2 separate regions of the Mus musculus genome follow, and region 2 is linked to region 1. A link is a contact called in public HiChIP or PLAC-seq data. All regions are on one chromosome and are shown on one strand. Each heading gives the region's core, a stretch centred on a gene start, on an enhancer-like site or on the middle of the called end of the contact. The rest is flanking DNA. Distances are from core to core; before and after follow the strand shown.

Region 1 (5,414 bases), core at 2,159-4,658:
CAGTGACTGAGGGAATGGGCCAACCAATAACTGGTCCAACTTGAGACCCATCCCATGGGCAAGCACCAATCCCTGACACTATTAATGATACTCTGTTATGCTTGCAGACAGGATCATGTTTTTCTCTGAGAAGCTCCACCCAGCAGCTGACTCAGGCAGATGCAGACACCCACAGCCAAACAGTGTATGGAGCCTGAGGACTCCTGTGGGAGACTATGAGGAGGGATTGAGGGGCTGAAAGGAATACCAGCTCCCTGCGGGAAGACCAACAGAGTCAACTAACCTGGACCCTTGGGGTTCTCAGAGTCTGAACCCCCAACCAAAGAACATACAAGGGCTGGACCTAGGCCTCCCTGCACATGTGTAGCAGATGTGCAGCTTGGTCTTCATGTGGCTCCTGAACAACTGGAGTGAGGGCTATCACAAAAGCTGTTGCCTGTACGTGGAATATGGGCTATATTCTATTTGGGCTGCCTTGTCTGGCCTCAGTAGGAGAGGAAGCACCTAGCTTCACAGATCCTTGAAGTGCCAGAGTGGGAGGTGATACTCAGGGGCCCCCACCCTCTCAGAAGAGAAGGGGAGAAAGTATGGGGGAATGATTGTGGGATGGGGGCTGGAGGAAGCAGTGAGTGGGATGTAAAGTGAATAAGTTAAAAAAATAACAATAAAAAAAAAAAAGACTACAGCCAACTAACCCCAACATTTGGGAGTTTGAGGCCAGCCTGGTCTAGCTTCAGGGTAACCAAGGCTACATAGTGAGACCCTGTCTCAGACAACCACAACAAAAAAGAATTCTCCAAAGACAATCTGCCAAAAACTTTGAATAAGTAATTCTATTATTAAAATTAGAGGGCTGGTGAGATGGCTCAACAGGTAAAAGCACCGACTGCTCTTCCGAAGGTATGAGTTCAAATCCCAGCAACCATAAGGTGGCTCACAACCACCTGTAATAAGATCTGATGCCCTCTTCTGGTGTGTCTGAAGACAGCCACAGTGTACTTACATATAATAAATAAATAAATCTTTTTTTAAAAAATTAGAAAATTGCCGGGTGGTGGTGGCACATGCCTTTAATCCCAGCACTTGGGAGGCAGACGCAGGCAGATTTCTGAGTTCGAGGCCAGCCTGGTCTACAGAGTGAGTTCCAGGACAGCCAGGGCTACACAGAGAAACCCTGTCTCGGAAAAAAAAAATTAGAAAATTAAGGACAAAGAATGACTCATGGTACAGATGTCAAAAGATGGTCTTCAAGCTCTTTTAAGGTGACAGTTTAAGGACATTCAGTTAAAAGTTAAATCACCTGCAGGATGAGTAGTGATTAGACTATTCCAATAAATGTTTTGTTAAAATGACTTCTACTTGGTGGAAAGGACTCACAGAAATAAGTTTCTATTGGTTCCACCCAGTATCCAGGTTCAGGAAGAATTCATTTTGTCTGAACCTACCAGCTTTTTCACTGGAAGTGAGTTAATATAAAAATCGTTATGGCATCTGCTTTTTCCCCCCTTTTGGTTTTTGAGTCTCCCAAGTGCTGGGATTAAAGGCATGTGGCACCACTGCCGGGCTATGGCATCTGCTTCTTATGCTAATCTCTACACATAGGATTTGGAGATCATGCCAAGTTTATGGCTCCACAATTACGACCAACAGAACCTGGGTCCAACACTTATGCTAGCAACAACTATATTAGTTTTGCTCACTGGTGATGAACAAAGTCTTGGCCCAAAGCAAGCACTCTAAATATTTATTCAATAATCACTGAATAGCTCTTGATCTCTTGCCTTCTTGTTCCTACTCTGTCCTCTTATCCCTTCCTCCTTTCTCCTCATCCCTCCCTCTCTCTCCACGTGCTCATGGCCATCCTCTGCTTCCCTTCCCTTCCCTTCCCCACCCTCTCCCTCCTTCCCTCCCTCCCTCCGTTTCTCTACCTCTAGTTCTCTCTCAATGCCCCTCTCCATGCTTTGGATAAACTTTATTCTATACTAAAATAATAATAATAATAATAATAATCACCAAATAAGTAAAAGCTTAAAAAAATAGTGCCACAGTCAGGCATAGTAGCATATACCAGTAACCCCAGCACTTGAGAGTGGAAGCCAGGAGGATTATAAATTCAAAGTTGGGCTTGAGAGATGGCTCAGCGGGTAAGAGCACCGACTGCTCTTCCAGACATCCTGAATTCAAATCCCAGCAATGCATGGTGGCTCACAACCACCTGTAATGAGATCTGACTCCCTCTTCTGGAGTATCTGACCCGAGTGAGAGTGAGCAGAGGTCCTAAAAATTCAATTCCCAACAACCACATGAAGGCTCACAACCATCTGTACAGTGTACTCATATATGTAAAAGAAATAAATCTTTAAAAAAAATAAATTCAAGCCGGGCGTGGTGGCGCACGCCTTTAATCCCAGCACTTGGGAGGCAGAGGCAGGCGGATTTCTGAGTTCAAGGCCAGCCTGGTCTACAAAGTGAGTTCCAGGACAGCCAGGGCTATACAGAGAAACCCTGTCTCGAAACCCCCCCCCAAAAAAAATAAATAAATTCAAAGTTACCCTGGGCTATACAGTGAGTTCAGAGTTGGCCTGTGCTACATGAGAACCTCAGTAGCTATATATAATTGACGTCTAGCAATACGTGGCTCATCAGTTAAGAGTAATTGCTGCTCTTCTAAAGGACCACAGCCATCATTATTCCTGTTACAGGGGATCCAACGTCCTCTCTGTCCTCTGAGGGTATCAGGCATGAATATGGTACACAGATATTCAGGCAAACACATCCAATCACATAAAAAAAAAAGTCATGGGACTGGAGAGATGGCTCAGTGGTTAAGAGCACTGACTGCACTTCCAAAGGTCCTGAGTTCAATTCCCAGCAACCACATAGTGGTTCACAACCATCTGTAATCGAAACTGATGCTCTTTTCTGGTGTGTCTGAAGACAGCAACAGTGTACTCATATAAAAACAATAAATCTTTTTTTTAAAAGTCACACACACATAGCAACAAAAAAACCTTGGAGAGTGAAGAAAGTTTCAAACTATCCACATTATAGTTGAGGGTATCACTGAGCAGTAGAGTGCTTGTCTAACATGTATGATGAGACTCTGGCTGTAATCCCTAGCACAAGAGAAATACAAATACAAGAATCTTAGACTAAAATAACTACATCCTCATTCTCTCTCCACCCCCCCCCCCCCCGCCTCTCTGTTGCGCCCACCTCTGCCGGCAAGGAAGACACAACACAGTCTGATTCTTCTCAACAGCCACTACGGGGACCCCGGCACCCAGGGAGGTCTGCTTATATACTCTCCAGCACAGGGAAAGGCTTCGTGGCCCCCTGGGATTGGTCAGTCTGCCGGCACCTAATTTGCATGCACCCGCTCAGGAGGGGTTGGCGCCAGACTCGGGTTTACACCTGCGCTGATGTTGTTTATGACAACGGCATACCTGGCGCTCGGCGCCATCTTAGAGTTGGCTCCCTACATCTCTCTTTCTCCCTCTCTCTCTCTTTCCTTTTTATTCCAAGATAGGGTTTCTCTGTGAAGTCCATGCTGTCCTGGAACTTGCTCTATAGACCAGGCTGCACTGGAACTCGGAGATCTACCTGCCTCTGCACCTCTAAGGGATATTTCGCCCTCTTCTGGCCTCCACAGGTTGTGCATAAATGCACATAAACACAGACACGCTCCTACAGGAAATTAACAACAAATCTTTTAAATTTTTTATATCTGTCTGTTTGTGGAATTATGCCAGATGCTCTGGAACAGGAGTTATAGACAGTTGTGAGCTGCCATGTGGATGCTGACAATCAGACCCTGATCCTCTGGAAGAACAGCTAGTGCTCTTAATTGCTGAGCTGCCTCTGCAGCTCACATATCAATAAATCTTAGAAGAAGAAAAAAAATCAAGAAAGTCTGGTCTGCTTGCAGGAAGTAAATGACATAAGGTTGGACAAGATGACAACTAAGTAGTCACCTCCCCACAAGCACACCAAAGTAAACAGCTAGCCACACACACAGTTACCTTCACAGGAGCTAAGTAAACCAGATGAGAGGACATAGTGTCTCTGTCCTACTAAAATGGAAAGACATGTTGAAGAAAGCAAAAAGTCACTTGTGTGGTTTTTCCCATATCTCCAAAAACCCCAACCTGGACATGACTCCTGCACAAGGAGATAAACAGAAGAAAGCCCAGGGCTCCTGAAGCTTGAAACCCAGTCCCAGGCCCTCCATGACACCTAATTCTTGGTAAACCCTCACCATCCCTATGATCTGAGACACTGGGACTGAGGGAGGCAAGCTTAGAGAATATTTTAGTAGTCTGGGATTCTATTTGGTTTGGTTTCTGTACAACCTCCTTCTAATAATGTACTTGGAAGCCAAGCTCCCTCACTTGCATGTTCTCTGAACAGTGCACCTAGTAACCTGTTGGCAAGGCACTGATCCAACTGCACACCCCCATACTCCAAATGATTTCGCCTTTCCTAATGACCGTCAAGGTTGAACAGTTTCTATTCCAACATATTCCCTTTTTGTCCAGGCACAGTTTGTGTATGTATGTCCAATATCAAGCCTGAACTGGTTTGGGATACATGCATAATAACACAAAACTATGCTCAAGTGAACCTTTGAAGAGAATCCCCTATTTACCCTTATCATGACAATGCATAACTGAACAAATATATGATTAAAATCAGATGTATTATGGGAAGGAACATATGTAGTTAGCAAAGACTGACATAATCTAAACCTTTCAATCAAATAGAATACCACACAAACTATATTCATAGCAACCAACCCTTCCCCAAACCTTTTTTTTTTTTTTTTGAGTCAGAGCCTGGCTATTATTATGTAGACCAGGCTAGCTTCAAACTCAAAAAGATCTGCTTGACTCTGCCTTCTAACTCTGAAATTAATGACATGTGTCACTATGTCTGGCTACAAACTCCTTTGCTTGAACTCCATAGAAGGAAGCCCCAAATGGTAATAGGGGTCCTTTAGTATCTTCAGTGTGACCCCTGCCCCTGTCCCTTGTAGCCATTCTGATCTTTTTCTTTCTTTTTTTTTTTTTTTGTTTGTTTTGGTTTGGTTTTTTAAAGATTTATTTATTTACTGTATGTGAGTATACTGTAGCTGTAGGTTGTGAGCCATCATGTGGTTGCTGGGAATTTTAGGACCTTTGGGTCAATTCTGCTTGCTCTAGTTGAACCAGCTCGCTCCAGTCAATTCCTCTCACTCCAGATGCACCAGAAGAGGCCGTCAGATCTCTTTATAGATGGTTGTGAGCCACCATGTGGTTGCTGGGATTTGAACTCAGGACCTTCGGAAGAGCAGTCAGTGCTCTTAACCTGCTGAGCCATCTTGCCAGCCCCCTGATCTTTTTCTATAGCTTTGCTTTAAATAAAGTTCCCTTAGT
Region 2 (5,477 bases), core at 2,544-5,043, 54 kb before region 1:
AGTAGTATTTACTAAGCAGGGAGGTTAACTCTTTGGACAAAGGTTTCGGACTCTACAAAGGAGAGCTGAGACACCGACCTTACATAAGGCACCAGCATCAAAATGGTGCTAAAACTCCAGAGGATTGGATCTAGTGTCTCACTTCCAATTACAGTCCCTTCAAATTTTTCACATTCTGTCTCCTATTACCTACATTAATTGGTTTTACCTTTATTGGTTTTTTTTTTTGGAATTTTTGTGGGGGAGTTGAGACACGGCCTCTCTATTTAGTCCTGGCTGACCAGGAACTCTCTATGTAGACCAAGCTGGCCTGGAACTCACAGAAAAAGTCCTGCCTTTGCCTCCCAAGTGCTGGGAGATCAATTGACCTTTTTCCCCTAAGGATTCCAGTTCATGTGCATCTGGCAAGAATACTATATATGTATCTTCTTAAGAAACTCTGTGTAGGGCTGGTGAGATGGCTCAGTGGGTAAGAGCACCCGACTGCTCTTCCAAAGGTCCAGAGTTCAAATCCCAGCAACCACATGGTGGCTCACAACCATCCTTAATGAGATCTGATGCCCTCTTCTGGTGTGTCTGAAGACAGCTACAGTGTACTTACATATAATAAATAATAAATAAAAAAAAAAAAAAAAAAAAAGAAACTCTGTGTAAGCCAGGTCTCCCTATGTAACCCAGACTGGCTAGAACTTACTATGTAGCCCAGACTGGCCTAGAATTTGCAATTCTTTTGCCTTAGCTTCTCTAGTGTCATGATTAGATAAATAATGTACAAATCAAACTCTGCTTTTTAGAGCATCCTATCAAAAGGTATAGGATCTTAGCATGTCCCATTCAGTAATAGTATGAACTTAATCATTTAATCCAAGCACTGCATACCAGATTTCTACACTTTAAAGTCACCGCTTTCCCTTTGTAATTAAAAAAAAAAAGTATCTTGAGTGGAAAGGAGGGATGTGTGCAAAAAAAAAAAAAAAAAGGTAACTCCAATGCATAATGACTATCCTATTCTGCATAAGCTTCTATCCACTATGTTTTGTATCCATTGGTAATTCTTTACCACACTGTGTCTGTATGACCACTGCAGTTCATATGCCTAAAGCAACCTGAGTGAGCATAAAACAGAGATACTCAAACCACCATGCTTATTTGGTATGCTTGTTTATTTTTTAAGATTTATTTATTTATTATATGTAAATACACTGTAGCTGTCTTCAGACACACGGGAAGAGGGCATCAGATCCCCATTACAGATGGTTGTGAGCCACCATGTGGTTGCTGGGACTTGAACTCAGGACCTCTGGAAGAGCAGTCAGTGTTCTTAACTGCTGAGTCATCTCTCCAGCCCCTTGTTTGTTATTTTTGTGTTTGTTTCTTGGAGACTAGATTTCATCCTGTAGTAGAGGCTAGCTTGGAATTTACTATGGAGCCACTCCTGGCCTCAATCTCCTGGCAAGCTGCCTGCTTCAGTTTCCCAAGATGATAGGTGTGAGCTGACATACCTAATAATTTAACCATTTAAAAATTTTTCTTTTTAAATTTTGAGGTAAGCTCACACCAAGTGGCTCATATGGGCCGTTAACTCACTCTAAAGTAGAGAGACAGGCATTGAACTTGTAATCCTCCTACCCCAGCTTCCCAAGTAGGAGTTAAACTGACCTATGAGGCCCAGCTTAATTTTTTCATATCCTACTTTCTCCTCTCCTTTGAAACAGGGACTCGCCATGTAACCTATGTGGGCCTCAAAGTTGGGATTTTCCCACTCTAGTCTCCCAAGTGCAGGGATTACAGGAGTATGCCACCACATGTGGCTATTGCTTTCTCTGTGTGTCTCTCTCTGTCTGTCTCTCTTCTGCTCTCTTCTCATCTGTCTTTTTGTTTATTTTGTTTTGTTTTGTCTTGTTTTGCTTTGTTTTGTTTGAGACAGGGTCTCTTGTAGCTCAAGGAGGAACTCCCTATGCAGCCTAGACTGGCATTAATCCCTGATATCCTCCTGCCTCTATCTCCTGAATACTGAGATTACAGGTATGCACCGCCAGGCTCATTTTATTTCATATCTCTTTATGTGGAGACCAATTACTTTCCTTTCTTTTTTTTTAAAGATTTATTTATTACTTATACAGCATTCTGCCTGCATTATTCCTGCAGGCCAGAAGAGGGCACCAGATCTCATTATAGAAGGCTATAAGCCACCATGTGGTGGCCAGAAATTGAACTCAGGATCTTTTGGGCCTGCTCTCAACCACTGAGCCATTTTTCCAGCCCGTCCCTCTTTTAAAGCAGTTACTTTCCTTTCAACAATCATCTCCTTAACTCTCCAAATAGTGGAATTATTATAATTCTGTGGGGTTTTTGCTTTCTAGCAGGACCTAAAAGAATAATCACATAGTATGTTCCACACATTCAAAATAAATGCACCTTGGGCTTTGGATGTAGTTGTGATAAAATGCTTGCCCAGCTTGTGTGGGGTCCTTTACTCAATCCTTTACTGTGCCCTGTGCTGCAAAATAAATAAATAAATAAATCCAAATTATAATGTGTGTGTGTGTGTGCACGCGCTTGTGTGTATACTGAGGAAATATTGAGGATTAAACCTATGTGTTTACAAATAACAGTTAAATGTCCTATCAACTGATCTATATTTCCCCAATGTCTTAGGGTTACTGTTGCCATGTTATAACACCCTGACCAAAGCAACTTCATCAGGAGTTGCAGTCATAGGAACAGTACTTAAGCCATCTTCAAGAATAGTATGTGCTTGAAAAAAAGATTGGTGTGGGGGGGTGGCAGCGTGAATGTACATGCAATGGGTGTGTGCCTGGTCTCTGTAAAGATCAGAAGAGTGCATCAGATCTCCTGGGACTACTAGGCTGTTACCCACCATGCCGGTCCCGGGAGGGTCTTCTCCCAAAAACAGTTAAATGTTCTCAACCCTTGAGACATTTCTCCAGCACCTGTCCCAGAGTATTATACTAAAGGAGCAAATTTCAACAAAACAAAACAAAACCACTTTTGATGTAAGATATTTGGATGTTTTGGGTGTTGTCAGCGCTGAGGTTTGGGCTGAGAAATTAATTTTGCTTACCAGAGGGTATAATGCAAGCTTCTGCTTTAGACCACGTAGTTCCCTTGGACTTGGCTAGAATGGAACTCTGAAGGTTCCTTGAATTGTTGAATTCCTAATCGTCCTGCCTCCACTTCCACCTCCCAAACCTGGGAGTTTGGCTGGGAGAAATCACGAGGGCTCCTTTATGTTTGAGACAATCTTACATTAATCAGGTGGCCTGGGATCCGGACAATGGAGCCAAAGATGACCTTGAACAATTGATGCTCTTGCTTTCACATTCAAAATGCGTGGATTAGAGGCTTTTGTTACTTAGGCCAGCTCAAAATCAAACAGTTCTAAAGGAAGGAACGCTTTCTAGATGATGATTCCATTTTTAAACGTACAAGCCATTTTGTGCCTCAAAAAAAAAAAAAACCAACAAAAAAAAACCTCAGCGCCATTTCAAACCTGCGCATGTGTACTAAAAGTTCGCTGAGCGCGATGTCTTTACACGTAGGAAAAGGGTGCAGCCTTTTCAGCGGACCAATAAGAAACCTCCAGATTATCCTTTTCCGATTGGCTCCCGGGAACCAATCGGAAAAGAACTTTTTTTTTTTTTTTAAAAGCGGGCGTCTGCTGAGCGTGAGGTCACGTGAGGGGTCGAGCGGCAGGGCTGAGCCGAGCCAATGGGGAGCGGCAAGGGCTCGGTTCGCCCGTTCTCACGCCCCACCCTCGGACCGTGCTGGAAGAAAGTTTCGCCCCGCCGCCAAGAGAGAAGCGTGAACATGGCCTCGCCAAGGTGGTTCTGGTCTGTGTGTGCGATCGCAGCGGTGGCACTGCTGCTCGTTTCCAAGGTTCCTTCGGCCTCTGCCCAAAGAAAGAAGGAGGTGAGGCGGCGCCTGCCAGCGGCAGGGACTTTCTCGACTTGGGGCTAGAAAGGGTCCGCTCGCCCCTTCCCAGGGATCTGTGCTGGGCGTGACTTGGAGTCCGCGGTTGGGAGGAAGTTGGCTTCACAAAAGCGGGAGCTGCAACTTCTTGTATTGTAGGGTTTCACATTCAAAAGCAGGCTGGAGTAGGTGACCACCTCGCTTCCAGCAGCTGGGGAACGTGCAGCTACAAGTAGTGACACTCCTGGAGTTTGGACCGCTTTGGGTGTTGGGCTGAGGAGCTCGTTTTGCTACCCAGAGGATATAATAATGCAAGCTTCTGCTGCCGACCATATGTAGCTCTCTCGGACATGTGTCTGTCATGTCAACCCAGGAGTGGAAAAATTAGATGAGTGAGATGATGCCAGTTTCATGCCCGTGTTCAAGCGTTCAGAATGTGTAAAACGTCTGTATTTGGTGACGGACACCAATCACGAAAGAGCAAACTAAGCCCCCCCCCCCCAATTTATGGAACAGGCAGTCTTTGAGATGTAGAAAACATACAATATTCGTATTCCTTTCTGTTTATTTTTTTGTTCTGTTTCATTTGAAGCATTCTCCCCCCTATAGCCCATTCTGGCCTTGACCTCATGACAATCCTTTGCCTTTCAAGTGCTGAGGTTACAGGTGTGAGCTGGGACGGCCCAGCTTTTTTTTTTTTTTTTTTTTTTTTTTTAGCTTGATGTTTAGCAGTCTGAACATATGGATTTTAGCCCCGTGTTTCTGAACATTTGTGACTTAGAACCATATACTCATAGAGCTTTAAAAAACTGGTGATAATTATTTATACCCTCTAATTTTATAAGGAAGAGCAGCCCTAGTTTTACACAGTTAATTACTGTATTTAAAGTAGACTAAAGCCATTAACTCTAATGCCATTTCCAGTGCATTCTTTAGTACACAAAACCTATAAGGACATTTTTGAAATACCAGTTAAACATTGCAGCTATTAAGTTATATAAATAAACTAATTTCTGTATCTATCTGAGTATTTGAATTATTTCATAAGATTAAAAACTAAGCAAAGCCTCATATGGTGGGCATGCCTGTATTCAGAACACTGTAGTGAAAGAGGTTCAGGAATTCAAGGTCATCCTTGGCCAATAAGTGAATTAGAGCTAGCCTGGGCTACACGAGACCCTATTTGAAAACAATAACACTGAAGAGCTAGCAAAGGAAAACATTATATTAGGGAAGTTGGCAAAGAGGAAAATAAAAATGTACAAATATTAAAGATATAATCCAGTGAGCAGCCTTTTGGCTGGGTGAAGAAATTGATAGAGCCTTTCTGTTTTGGAGTGTTTGCTGCATGCGTGTGTGCTCACTGCCGTCATGGAGGGCCAAAGAAGGTGTAGAATCCCCTAGAACTGTAGTTTGAGGACAGTTGTGATCTGCCAATTGAGAACTAGGAACCAATCCTGGACTTTGTGCAAAGAAGAAAAAGAAGCTCTTGGCATGAGCTTTCTGGTGCCTGCTGTGGCTTTTGGGGAGAATCCCAAGCCATT

The links. HiChIP or PLAC-seq counts read pairs in DNA pulled down with a chosen protein or histone mark.
Region 2: an H3K27ac HiChIP or PLAC-seq map of embryonic stem cells shows a contact between it and region 1, with 16 read pairs. The contact joins the promoter of Magt1 here to the enhancer-like site in region 1. A contact is called at or near these places in 6 of 484 Hi-C or Micro-C datasets (the AML12 cell line, CD8 T cells, embryonic stem cells and 1 more), 7 of 115 datasets of contacts at active chromatin or transcription factors (the 230-238 cell line, embryonic stem cells and large pre-B cells) and 4 of 9 other capture datasets (adipose tissue, liver, macrophages and 1 more).

What each region holds. Positions count from the first base shown.
Region 1 is chrX:105,955,320-105,960,733 of GRCm38.p6, reverse strand. No RefSeq gene overlaps it. Among named protein-coding and RNA genes, the nearest start is that of Atrx, 29 kb to the right of the region's middle. Within about 2 kb of position 3,408, at least 9 of the 459 cell types and tissues checked have an H3K27ac peak or open chromatin away from gene starts, as enhancers often do. A contact at or near this core is called in embryonic stem cells, where this site is marked.
Region 2 is chrX:106,010,118-106,015,594 of GRCm38.p6, reverse strand. Magt1 (magnesium transporter 1) reads left to right here and starts at 3,793. Exons shown (of 10, transcript NM_001190409.2): 1 at 3,793-3,933. The coding sequence starts at 3,832.